Regions from separate parts of the Mus musculus genome. Here region 2 is linked to region 1. Evidence: chromatin contacts called from public promoter capture Hi-C data. All regions are on one chromosome and are shown on one strand. The core of a region is the stretch at or near the end of the contact, and the rest is flanking DNA. Distances in the headings are between cores, read along the strand shown. Region 1 holds the start of Ldlrad3 (low density lipoprotein receptor class A domain containing 3). Region 2 holds the start of Cd44 (CD44 antigen).

What was found. Promoter capture Hi-C pulls out the DNA fragments that hold promoters and counts their contacts.
Region 2: a promoter capture Hi-C map of pre-B cells shows a contact between it and region 1, with 2.1 times the contacts expected there. The contact joins the promoter of Cd44 here to the promoter of Ldlrad3 in region 1. A contact is called at or near these places in 1 of 39 promoter capture datasets (pre-B cells) and 1 of 115 datasets of contacts at active chromatin or transcription factors (pancreatic cancer cells).

What each region holds. Positions count from the first base shown.
Region 1 is chr2:102,183,144-102,189,869 of GRCm38.p6, forward strand. Ldlrad3 (low density lipoprotein receptor class A domain containing 3) reads right to left here and starts at 3,317. Exons shown (of 6, transcript NM_178886.3): 1 at 3,137-3,317. The coding sequence starts at 3,182.
Region 2 is chr2:102,898,845-102,905,875 of GRCm38.p6, forward strand. It overlaps Cd44 (CD44 antigen), which reads right to left and starts at 2,821. Exons shown (of 9, transcript NM_001039151.1): 1 at 2,424-2,821. The coding sequence starts at 2,502.

The sequences.
Region 1 (6,726 bases), core at 2,067-4,566:
AGCCAGGAAAGGGTTCTGAGAAAAGCCTGGGTTAGAATCTAGGTTCCATTGACACCACGGTGCCCTGGAGAGCCATCAGTCTCTTGGGAACCACGGAATGACATGCTGCCTGCTCCTTGCTACCTGAGCTCTGGAAAAAGTGGAGAAGGTCAGCTGTTTTCAGTGGCAAGATGGACATCTCAAGTAGTGACTTGGGTCACACATCCTGGAGTCCCCTAACCTCCCTATGCAAAAGGACAAGGCTTTTTTATACAGTATCATCAAATCGCATAATTTCCTGATCCAAAATTCTCAACTGTTTCAGAACTGTTGGACTTAAGAATGCCCCACTTAGCCACGGGCACTTCCCTAGCTAGAGTGAAGCCCTCCTTTATTCCCAACATCACAGGAATAGGGTGGGTGGGTCCTGTAATCTCAGTACTTGAGCAAGTTTCAGGAAGATAGCCTCAACTACATATCTAGCTCAAGGATAATAGTTAGAGGCCAGCCTGGGTTACAGAAACTCTTCATCAATAAACCAAAACAGAAACAGCAACAGCCAAACAGCGGTGGCAACACACAAGCCCACTACTAACTTAACCCTGCATAGGGTAGGGTTTAAGACCAGGAATTAACCAACTTGCCATCTACCATTCAAATCTCCATCTGCTTCCTCCTCCACAGAAATTAAATGCTCGATCTAGTGGGCTATCAGGAAAACCAAAAACCAAAACAAAAGCCACCTCACACCCCAGGAGGGAGCCCCAAAGACAATCCTTTGAAGATGAAAAGGAACAAGGTGTGTTTATTTGTACTTCTGAGCAGTCTCATCTACCCCGTTGGGTGGGGCTAGGCTAGGCTAGGCTAGGCTAGACTACTTGCAACTACTCAACTAGTTAAAAAAAAATAAACAAAACCCACCCACAGCTCAGGCCGAGAAGCAGATTCTTCAAGAAGAAAGGTTAATAGGCACACTGCTTCTAGTAGGAGGAAGGGAAACCAAGCCTCTTCCCTGAGATGTTCAGGGGTCTTACCAAAAGCTAGCCAGAGAAGGAGAGGATGCAGCAACCAACCACTCATTTTCACACCCGCTTTAGAATTATCTAAAGACTCACACACTTAAGCCCACCACGTGCAGCATCCAGGTGCCAGAAAATGGGGCATCAGACAACGTGATGTAACTCTGAAGTGATCTGCGCTGCCAGACAGGATACATGAGAAAATAGTAACAGCCACAATCTTAAAGGCCCAAGTCTTGGACTTAATACTCAACTCAGAGCCCAGGTTTCCTCTACAGGAAACCTTCCAAAGTCCTGGGCTCTACAACCTCTCTGGTATTAGCAACTTCTCAGGGAAGGATTGAGGACTAGGAAGGGAGATGTTGGCTCAACAACCAACCCTTGTTTCCTACAACACTTGGTTCAAGACATAGTTCACACTTAAAAGATGATCCTTAGTGTAACAGGGAAAGGCTTCAAGCCACCTAAAGGTCCTAAAGCAAGTTCAGTAATCCAAAGCCACAGCTAACTTCAGCCAAGGAACACTGGCGGTCCCTCCCCTACCCCAACTATGGCTCACGGTGACTACTGCACTTCCTTGCTCTATGGTATACGTCCACAGGCATATTAAATAACCATTGCTGAAAGGGAGAAACATATAATTTTTTGTGAACTCAACTCATGCGACCCAGTACAACAAGAAGATGTGATAATTAGTGTCCACTGGTCCTAAGCAGAGAACACACAGAGGAGCCAGCTGGGGTGTTACCAAGGGACATGCCATTGCTATGTGAATTAAATGTGTGAATCCGGGCAGATCTTCATGTCTGAGATGCCCTGGAACTGAGCCTGCTCTAACAACCTCCAAATAACTTGCACCTGCTTATAGCTGCCTAATTCACTTTGCCCTCCCTTCCTTCTCCACAACCCCCTCCCCCCAATCCCCATAACTCCAGACAAACAGAACACAAACCCTCAGTCTTGGTTTTAAAAAAAACCTACAGCAGCCACAGGAGCCTAACCCCTCACTGGAAACTGAGCAAGCCCACAAGACATTTAAATGGAGTCTCAGAGGAGTGGGGATGATGGGGGAGGGGGAGGTCCCGCTGGCCAGTCATTTGAGAGGATGCACAGGACTTGCAACTTCTAGGAAGGGAGGGTTGCTGGACATCTGCAAGGGGTAGCTCAGAAAGGTTTTGACTTCCCTCACAACAAACACAACGCAGCAGCCAAGTTTTCTGGAAGTATTTGGAAAAATCCGACATAAATTAGACGTGTGAATGATACGGCCACAGAGCATGAAATCTTCAGTAAAGAAAGTTCTGTGAGCATCAGCTGCCCAGAAATAAGCATCAGGGGCCAAGGGCGGGCAGAGCTGTGGAGGGGCTGCTGACAGCTGTGGCCAGCGGGCAGAGGCAGAGGGGAAGGGCTCCAAGCTGGAATTCGGAGCGTGCCCACATCAGCAGAAAAGTTCCTGGGAACAGCACTCTGTCTGGGAGGGACCCTGCGGGTCTCAGGATGCACGCGCTCTGAGATGCAGGGACCAACGGCCGTTAGAGGAAGCCCCGGTCCTCTTTTCCTTCCCTGCTCCCTGAAGGTTAAGGCATCTTCGACAGACGACAGAAGTAAAAGATCTGCTCCCAGGATGAACGAATGATTTCCATGTCCATTCCCTACTGCATCTCGCTATTCCCAAACCAGACACGGTCCAGGGAAGAAGAGAAAGGAAGCTGGGATGCAGATGCGGGGAGAGCGTAGATGGGAAACTGAGGCAGAAAAGTGTATGTTAAAGGCTGAGGGAATCCGGGAAGACCCGAAATCAAGAGTGGAGTCCTCTCCTTTCCCTCCTCGGTTCCCAGCACACAGAGCCACACTCGAACTACGCCCAATCCGGGCGGCCGCCCGGCTCTAGGGAGCCGGCGCCGCACAAAGCTCCGCCCGCGCACACACACGACAACAGCACCCGGTGCGCCGGCCCACACAATAGCGCGGCGCGCGCCCCGCCGCGGCCCCTCGCGGGGTCCCGGCCAGCCCGGCGCCGAGGTCCGCCCTTCGCGCACACCCACGCCCGCAGCCCAGGCCCGCGCGCGGAGCAGGGACGATCGAGGCAGCCCCCGCGCCCGGCGCTCGGTGAAGCGCGTCACGCGCCCCCCACTCACCCGCAGTGCTGCTCAGCAGCAGGCACAGCGGCCCCAGCAGCCACATGGCGCGGCCGCCGCTCCGCTGCCCAGCGACGTTGCTGCCCCGCGGCCTCGGTCAGACCCCGCCTCTCGGCGCCGGCCACGCCCTCTCGCCGGCCCAGCCACGCCCCCGCCCTCCCAGGCCAGAGAGCTCAGCCAAGTTCTGCACGCTCACAGTTGAATGTGGCCGCCTGAGCTCTCCTCCACGGTCCAGGTTACAAAGGTCCGGCGGATCCAGTTTTTGCTGCCTCAGGGGTCAAATTGCGAGGAATTCTTAACTGCCCCGGCTCTTCTCTCGGCCGGTTTCCCTTTCTTCCTGCATCCTGCGGGGATGAGAGAGTCACCATCTCCCCAGAGCCTAGATGGAAGAAAAAAGTTTGAAGAACCGGTTCTTAGGAGAAAACTTTTTTTCATTGTTGACAGTGAAATACGACCGTTGCTTCTCAAACTCCAAAATGTATCAGGCAGGCTTGGCGACCCCGTTATAAAGCTCACTTCCACTCAACAGGTCTGCATTTCTAATAAACTGGGGGGGGTGATTCTCAGGATGGTAGTTCCTGGAGCCACTGGAGGAGCAGAGAAGACATTTCATCCTGAGATCTAAGAACACTGAGGAGAGTTTTAAATCCCCAAAACTTTATGCATTTTCCATTGTTTGGGCATTATACACTGTTTTTTAAGGAAAGCCTATTATCATGGAGCTGAGGAAATGACTTAGCAGTTGAGAGCAATTGACCTTCTCTGGTTAGACCTTCAAATGAGCCCCCAGCCCCAGAGGAAGCCATGATTGCCTTAAGTCCATGTGCTCCTCTAAGCTGCATCTAGGTTACTAACCAAAAGACTGAGTGCATTCACTGGGTTATTGCTTTCACCAAAAAGTCTTTTGTTACAAGGCGATAACATTACTATTCATGGCATTACAGCAAACACTGACCAGAACAGCTGAATCTCACTTAGCATCCTCCAGAAAGCTGCAGGAGGATGGCACTAGTCTGCTTCAGGCATGGCACTCTCATGGTCACACTTTACCTTTACAACAACCTCTGAAGACAGACAGTAATGTTTCTGTGACACAAATGAAGTCTCTGAGGCTCAAAAAAAAGAAAAAAAAAAAAAGAAAAGAAAGGAAGGAAGGAAGGGAAAACATTCTCAACAGCCACACATCGTTACTTACCACCGTGAACAAGCCCAGTTCAGAAGACCATAAGACACAGAACTTATCTGCAGCTTCAAAGATGATGTGGCCACTGGATCTGAGCTATGATCATGGAAATGCTCAATAAACAAAAGTTAATTTCAGCGTTTAATACAATTCTACTCCCAGGAAAAGATTTCTGGGTTGCAGCTCCCACTCCCCAAAGCCACTGAGCCTGAGAGTTTTCCCTGCTGGAAATTAAAGTCATTCTTTAGCTGTTGCTGAGTGTGTGTGTGTGTGTGTGTGTGTGTGGTGCATGCATGTGGGTATGTGAGCGTAGTGTGGTGTGCGAGTGTATGTGTGTGAGTGTGTGTGTAAGTATGTGTGTGTGAGAGAATGTGTGTAAGCATGTGTGTATTGTGAGAGAGAGAGAGAGTGTGTGTGCATGTGTGTGTGGAGAGAGAGTGAGAAAACACATGTGTTTAAATTGTCAAGCTAACACTGCTGGGAAATGACTTCTTGTAATTCACATTTAATGTAGTCATAGGATTTCAGGAGAGAAATTGTCTTATGTCTGTTAACAAATATTTTGCACTATCCAAAATGATAGAAATTTTACCTTCCACTTTTTAAAAAATTATATATTTATATATATATATATACATACATACATGTGTATATATATTGTATTATATCTATATATGTGCGTGTATGTATATATATGTATATATGTATATATATATCTTCAGACACACCAGAAGAGGGCATCAGATCCCATTACAGATGATAGGGAGCCACATGTGGTTGCTGGGAACTGATCTCAGGACCTCTGAAAGAGCAGTCAGTGCTCTTATCTGATGAGCCATCTCTCCACCCCAGCCCCTTACCCTTCCCTTTGTATGACTCGAAATTTGTTATTTATTTTATATTGCTCCTTGAATGAAGTTGTATGTCCCCTTAACAATGTAATTTCTCACACCTGTGGCCAGTCCTGAAACCAAAGAACAAGTACAGGAGTAGGGGCAGTAACCTGCAGTTTATCAAGAGAATAACCCCTTGCACAGTTTTGTCATAGATATATTTCTACTTTTTCTTTCCTTAGGAGTTTAGGGATTCATTATGAGTGCAGGGTATAGTAAAGGTTTCTATTGCTGGGTTAAATCTCATGACGAAAAGCAGCTTAGGGAGGGAAAGATTTACTTCCGTTTGGTCATCTTGATCACAGCCCATCATGAAGGGGCAGGAGCTGAAGCAGAGGCCTTGGTGGATCTCTGCTCGTGCTTGCCTCCTCCTCGTGGCTTGCTCAGAGCTTCTTTACAGCTCAGGACCACTTGCCTGGAAGTGGCATGCCACACACCCACACCTCACAGCATCGACTACCCACATCAAGTAATCAAAAGCAAAATGGCACTACAGACTTGCCTACAGCAATCTGAAGGAGGCATTCTCTCAACAGAGAGTCCCTCTTCCAAATGACTCTTGCTTGTGTCTAGTTGACATAAAACTAACCAATAGTGTATATCCCACCCATCAGCAATGGACAAGAGAGCATTGTCTTTGAACTTTACAGACCTCCAGTGTAGAATATGGTACCCTTAAGCTAAGCTTCATTTGATTGCAATAAGCACTTGTATTGTGGTTACTCTGAATGGCTGGCGCTTTAAACATAATATGCAAAGTAGATTTTAAAGACTGAGTACCAAAAAGAACAGGAAAAGGCAATAATTTTACTTTGATCACATGGTAAAATTTAATATTAAAACATATAGGCCTTTCATCACTTTATTTAAATGCAGCTAAGTTGACAAGACGGCTCAGCTGATAAAGGCACTGGCTGCCAAGCATCATGACCTAACTTCAGTCCCCAAGCCCCTCCTGGTAAAAGGAGAGAACTAGCTCTGTGGGTTGTTCCCTGATCTCACGTGTGGAATGTGGTGTGCGTGTGCTTGCGTGTGTGTGTGCGTGCGTGCGTGTGTGTGCGTGTGTGTTTGTGTGCATATGCATGTGTGTGTGCATGTGTGTGTGTGTGTGTTTGTGTGCATATGCATGTATGTGTGCTGTGTGTGTACATACATAATGTTTTAAAAGTGTAACTACTAGAAAACTTTAAATCTCACTCTGTGGCTTATGTGCAGGCCTCACAATGCATTTCTCTGGAACAGGGCTGATGTAATGCTTTTATTTCCCATGTCAGCACATGACCCCTTTGGGTTCCTTGTTTTGTAGCCGAATGGGTCCTCTTGAAGGTCACTGAATTAAAGAACTTGCCCCCGCCCGGTTTCTCCATCTCACTAATTCTGCCTCCAAGACCTCTTGACCTACTATTACAGACATCAAAGTCCACTGACATGAAAGTGATTTTAATGTCATAATTTCTGTATTACAAACACCCCCACAGGGTCAGGAAGCAGAGGAAGGATAAAATGAATTGAGA
Region 2 (7,031 bases), core at 1,571-4,070, 720 kb after region 1:
GAAATAGATGTTCTGTGTGTACCCGGGAGTAACTGAGTGAATGGAGATACTTCAGCAAGGACAGGGCTTGCTTCCTTACTTCTTCACCTGGGAAGGCCTAGCCTACACTCTAACTGCCAATGCTCAGAGGAAGCAGAACGGTGCCTGCTGTCCCCAAGTCCCAAGACTCCCAGATGAACCCCATCTTCCTCAACAATAGAGGTACAGTTTCCTAACCACGATCTTTGGAAAGGGAGAGGAGAGATGCAAGTGGACACTTGTCCCCTCTGCCTTTGGTCTAGGGCCACTTTCTTCCCTTGGGGGAGAAGTTGCTTTAGGCCTCCACCACTTCTCTACCGTTTGACTGCCAGCACAGTGATGGATGCTTCCTCCTCTTACGCCACCCCTCCCCAACGCCCCTCCACCTCCATTCCCCACCCTCCCCACCCTCAGCCCCACCACCAGCAACTTTGCTGGTCTCAGTGCTTCCTCATCATCTTCCCAAACCAGTCACTCCCAGAATGGGGCAACCATGATGCCTCTCTTCTCCCTCCCCTTTCTCTTTCACACACATCCTGTGCTAAGTCACATCTCATTTCAGAGTCTCAGTTCCTTCATCGGCTTTACAAGGGCGTGAAAGCCAGGGTCCATGGAGCTGCTGCTACTGGCACCAGCTCTACTTGTCCTGGAGCCACACTGTACAACAAGAAGGTAGAAACCCCAAGGCAGAAGAGAGCCTGCTGGCCTCAGAACCTGACTCCAGGGGGGGTTGGAAGGGCAACAGGTATCTGGGAGTAGACCTTTTAGAATAGCCGGGAGACAGGCCAGGAAAATGTGGGAGTTCGGCTCCTCAGCCCCAACAAAGGTGGGAGCAGTGTGCCAACCTTCCTCCTGTCCTCTGAGGTCAGGTCCAGGCTCTCTCTGTCCTTCCCTCATCCATCCTGAATGTTTCTGCCTTCCAATGGATCCTAGGAGCTCTGGCTCCCTATGGGAGCCTCCACTGCAGCCTCTGCTGGCTAGACTGTTACTGTCCCTGAAGGTCTTTTCAACTTTGTCTAGCACTTGCTTTTAGATATCCCATGGCAGTCTAAGCTAGGGAACTTAATGAACCCAAGTTCACACCCAGCCCCACTCCTTGCTGTGTGACTAGGGGAAGTCACCTAACCTCTCTGAGCCTCTGTTTCCCTACTGGTAAGGTGTTGGGGGGAGCATTTGTCACCAAATCACCATGAGGATAAAATGAGATAGCTTATGTGAATTACCTAACATAGCACAGCAAAGAACACACACACAAATGGCCAATAGTGTCCTACTGCAATTATTATTTGCATTACTTCTGCATCAGCATTCAAAATTTAACATTCAACAATGGAGGTGCGATTTTCTAATCCCAACGTACCATGTCTAAAAAGAAAAAAAAACCCAGTTTGGCACCCCTTACCCCCAGAACTGGATTTAGTAATTCTTGTTGAGAGGAACTCACTGAAGTCTGAGCTGACTTAATGACCTAGCTGGCACTTCTTCAAAGAAAATTTAACTATGCTGATGATAACCAAAGCCTTCGTGGAATTATCTGTTCATATATAGATAAAGGAGGGGGGACGCTTGAAAATGAGCCATACTGGATATTTGGCCCAAGCTCCTCCTCTCCACAGCCACCAAAGTCACCAACCACATTTAGATGGGATATTAGGGACTGCGCTAAAGTTCACAGGTTACCCTGATACAGGTCCCCTCCTGCTCTGAGGCTGCCAGGCAGCAAATATGAACCCTGTTGCTGTTTGACTTTGCCTAGACTGCAAGCACTGCGCGGCTGGTCGAATTATTGCTCCGGTTATGTGTCCTCCTTGGTCCATGTTGGAACCTTTAGGCCACTCAGAGCCTCACACAAACCAGTTCAAACTCCCACAAGCTAAAATAAAGCCGTTGGTGACCAAAGCTGACTTTAAGAGCCCCGAAAACTAGTCAAAGCTGGGACCCACTGTCTTCAGCTTTTCAAGGCTCCTTTCTGAAAAGCTCATTGCCCAATCTCTGGCCTGTAGCTATGTGCACACCTTGGGGAGTGCTCTACAGGTCTGTTCCAGTGTCTGCCTCTACCTGCCTAGCCACAGTTAGCCAGGCTTGGGGAGCCCTTGAGCACCAGAGCCTGTTAGTCGGGACAGAGGCTGCGGGCATCCAAGAGTACAGTTACTTTTGAGCCATGTGCTCCAGCAAGCATGGGGACCTCGCCCAAAATCTGCGGGCAACTTGCCCAGCAAACTTTCTTCTCCCTTTCTCTTTTCCTTTCACCAAAGCAGCACTTCCCAGGCGTAAACTCTTTCCAATAGCATAGCCCCAAATCCCAGCTTTGCTTTGCTAGCCCAATTCACTACAGTCCCTCCCCAGGGCGATTCAACCCAGAGGCATCCAGCTGGAGTCCTCAGGCGCGGTGGCGGGCCACTCACCGATCTGCTGATGTGGATGTGCCAGGCTCAACTGCAAGAGGCAAAGTCCCCAAGCTGTGTGCCACCAAAACTTGTCCATGGCGTGCTGGATGAAACGGAGGGATCTAGTCGCCTCTGGAAAAGGGTCGTGGGGAGAAGGGCAACGAGGGTGAATGGAACCTGTCACTGGCTGGGGGCTGCTGGGCAATGAGACCGCTTCGGAAGTTGGCTGTGGTTTTTATTCCAGGCTTTGAAAGAGTGAGTGACCTAAGAGGGAGGGAGCGCGCGAAGGACACACCCAAAGCGAGGGGGCTGTGACTAAGCAGCCAACGGAAGTTTAAAGACACACCAGCCTGCTTTCGCTACTGCCCCTGCACTCCTGCCCTGCTCTCTTGGACAGAAGAGAATGGCCGCCCCCCTCCCCCCCCCAGCCCCCGTGCGCCCACGTTCTCCAGGGCCACTCCACAGGCTTCCTACCCTGGCCCAGCCTACCAGCCTATGAGAAGCGCTGCCTGGGACAAGGAGAATGACTGAGTTCTAAGACCTCGCCCCTCTCAGTTAAATCTTCCAGTTTCTCCTTTGCCACTAAACTTGGGAACCTGGCTAGGGAAAGACTGGTTTTCCCAGGAAGCTGAGGAAGCTGGACTTATCTTAGGGAGGAACTGAAGAAAGAAAGAGGCTGAAGGGAGAGAGAGAGAGAGAGAGAGAGAGAGAGAGAGAGAGGGAGAGGGAGAGATCCATCCTAGTGGAGAGTGCTTTCCTGGCCAGGGTGGGGACTGAAAAGTGGGGAACTTGTGGGAGTGTTCTTTCCTCTTTCCCTCTGAGAGAAGTCCAAACCGCTCATCTGATCTTTGATCCGGGGAAAACCCAAGGGTGCTCAACACATTTCATTCATGCTCTCAAAATATCTACCAATTTCTTAAATCCTTCTCGGACTCACAATCCACCCATCCATTCCTCTGTCCACCCATCTTCCTTCTGCAAATGCACTAATCTAGCCATACTACACCTGCCCACCAATTCTTGTATTCGCCCACCTGCACAACTTTTCAATCCTTTTCACACCCCTCCTCAGCTCATATCTGTTCATCATATTTCCTATCCATCCCGACGCACATACATGGTTCCCGTCTCTCATTCTACCCATCCCCATATCCACTCACACATTTAACTGTTCTTTCTTGTTTACATTTTATATTCTCTTTGCTGCAAACTTTAATACATTCAAATTCCCCTTTACATCTTGATACATTTCAAAGAGGGATGCACATTTGCCATAGTCTTCAAGGGAGAAATCTCAAGGCTGAAAATCGGGGAAAATCGTATGTAAAATTGCAATTCCCTATCTTCTCTAATACCCTGCAAGTTGCAATTTGGATATCAAAAGCTCTGTTTATTTTTAATGTGAACTAAATCTGAGTGGACTTCTTGCTGAATGAGAAACACAGAAGGCATGGCCAGGGCAGGACCCGGAATGAATCATGCCAGAATTTCTGAAGGAAAATGATATTTTGGGATTTACTGAAAGAAACTGAGAAAGTGAGAGAAATGTACACAGCCACCTGTCCATCCATTTATTCATCAAGCACGTAATGAGTGCCAGAGGGTTTCAAGAGAAGCAATCCTGGTTTGGTCTAGGCACTAGCTCCCACACAAGCCAGTGGCTGCTGCAGTATAAAATATACTGCAAACTACAGCTAGGACTGGGAAGATGGCACAGTGATAAAGTGCTTGCTGCCAAGCATGGGACAAGTTAGATCCTTGGAACCCACATGGTGCCTTAGGCAAGTTGTCCTCTACCTGTCACAGGCCTGCCACATACACACAATTAATAACTGTTAAAATGATTAAAAATAATCATTTTATTTTTCAGCCAGCTTTTTCTGTGTATAGACTAAAAGTATTCGTAAGAATTGCATTTGTTCCGAGTATCTACAAGCTTTTTGCTTTTGACTATTTTGTGAACCACACAACTTAACTGCTATGTATCACATATATAATACACGACATTCCACTTTGTTAGGTACTACAAATATGCAGCAGCGATTAGAAGAATATGTGTGGGTTATATGTAAATACTGAGCCATTTTACATAAGGGAATTCATCTTCTGAAGGTTGCATATGAAGCTTGGGTTTTCTGAAAGTGATCTGCTGAGAAGGATCTCTGTCTGTCTCTGTCTGTCTCTGTCTGTCTCTGTCTGTCTCTGTCTGTCTCTGTCTGTCTGTCTCTGTCTGTCTCTGTGTCTGTCTGTCTCTCTGTCTGTCTCTGTCTGTCTCTGTCTGTCTCTGTCTGTCTCTGTCTGTCTGTCTCTGTCTGTCTCTGTCTGTCTCTGTCTGTCTCTGTCTGTCTGTCTCTGTCTGTCTGTCTCTGTCTGTCTCTGTCTGTCTGTCTCTGTCTGTCTCTATCTCTGTCTGTCTCTGTCTGTCTCTGTCTCTGTCTGTCTCTGTCTCTTTCTGTGTGTGTGTGTGTATGTGTGTGTATGTGTGTGTGTGTGTGTGTGTGTTTAGGATGCCACCAGTCCTGCAGTCCGAGGAAAGAAGTCACAATATTTTCTTGGAAACACTAATGTGACATCTCAAGAAAGATGATACTTTGGGCCAAGGTGTGGAAAGAAAATGAATCCTTGAGACATTGCTGGGACAGGTCCCCCGCAGGGAGTTCTCTTGTTGAGGAGTAACAGGCATTCAAAACTAGAGTACCTATCTCTCAGTCCTGTTCTGGCTGCTTACTACTTTATGGCCTCAAGATAGGCAAAGAGCTTTTATATGCCTCCATTTCCCTGAATACAAAAACGGGTTCAATAGTAGTGTTCACTTCATAGGACTGACAATGAAGGAACAGCTTTGAAAGCCTTGCATCTCTTAAACACTGGATGTGTCTATGCATGTATGTTTGTACACATGTGTATTTTGTATGATATATATACATACATATATGTATATATATACACATATATATACACACACACATATATATGTATATATATATATATATATACATATATATATATATATATACATATATATATATGGCTTGAATATTATATCAGATGAAGAGTCTGAATGTATGCAGCAAGAACAATGACTAGAGAACTCTGAAGGGGCCAGGTTGTAAACTTCAAGGAACTTTGCACTTAGTCTTATAGAAAGCCGAGAGCCATTTAATGTTTTGAAAATGATTTTTGTGTGAAACACACTTAAGTTTACTGTCTTATATACATGCAAGTGCAGAAAAGTGGCATTTAGTTAATTCACAGTGCTATGCCCCTTCACAACTTCATTGTGGGTTTTTCAATAAGGGAGAGCCTTATGGTAGTATGTTTAAAGACATCGATAGCAGTGATCGGGCTACAAAAATCACTGGACCACTATCTAGCCAGTCTGTGCCTGGCAGGGCAGTGTGACTCAACGGTCTGCCTTTCTGAGACGGAGAAGACACCTCTCAGCCTCATCTGAACAGAAGCACTTTAGAATTTGTCAGTAGGTGGAAAGAGCTGGCCTTTCTGTTGTTTGAGACCTAGAGACCATTTATTTCAAATTATAAAGGCCTCCACCTCTTGGGTTAAACATCCTAGTGAGTGTGGGGAATTATGAATGAAGAGTAATTTTTGTCATACTTGCTTTGGAGGAAAGAAGGGAAATAGGTAGTTACTAGGAAGGATGTTTTGTGGAACCCCGGGGTTCCTTTGGGAGCCCTTCAGAAAAGGACAGAGGCCAAACTGAAGATTCACAGTGAGCTATGTTCTTCCCTTGTCCCTCAGCCTGCATGACATGGTGTGTCAGTTTTTTATATCAGAATACCATGAGAGAGTTCATTTTGACAAAAGATTCTGAAAAACAAACAAACAAAACAGAAAGAAAGAAAGAAAGAAAGAAAGAAAGAAAGAAAGAAAGAAAGAAAGAAAGAAAGAAAGAAAGAAAGGAAGAAAGGAAGAAAAGAAGAAAGAAAGAAAGAAAGAAAGAGAGAGAGAGAGAGAAAGAAAGAAAGAAAGAAAGAAAGAAAGAAAGAAAGAAAGAAAGAAAGAAAAACAACCTCAGACCTGCTTTGTTGGTGTGCTTTGCACTTGTTCAGTAAACAATACTGCCCAAAGGTGTGTGGAAGAAGATAAGGGGGAGCTGACTGAAAGTGCGCTGCAAGCTGCAGAGAGACATGCAAATTCTGTAGAAATTATTATTAGGATTTTTCTCCCATAGGGGAAGGGCTGGCTGTCTCTTCCCGATAGTTCAGTGAGGGGTTGAGACAGCTTGCCCTGGTGCCACAAATGACTCATTTTCAATAATAGACTAAGTCAGGCTAGTCCTTGGGAATTCCTGGATTATCTCTGGGTCTCTTGTTATCCCCTTTTTAAACACCTCACTCACACCATAGGCCACCGGGTCTTATCCATCTTCTTTCTCCTTTGCACCTCTATAAAAGCAATAATCCTTAAAATAATTTACTTCAGGTGTTTGCTATCAGTTGTGCATTGCATCGGTCATCTTTTATATGCCAAAACATGGATGTGGGAAACTGTAACTAAGAGCTTGAATTGGTGGGGCTTGTCATGAGATCACAGGATTTGGAAAGAAGCCAGAATGCAGTCATCAGCCTTGGGCTGAGAAAGCCCCAAGTCTGAACATCAGTGACT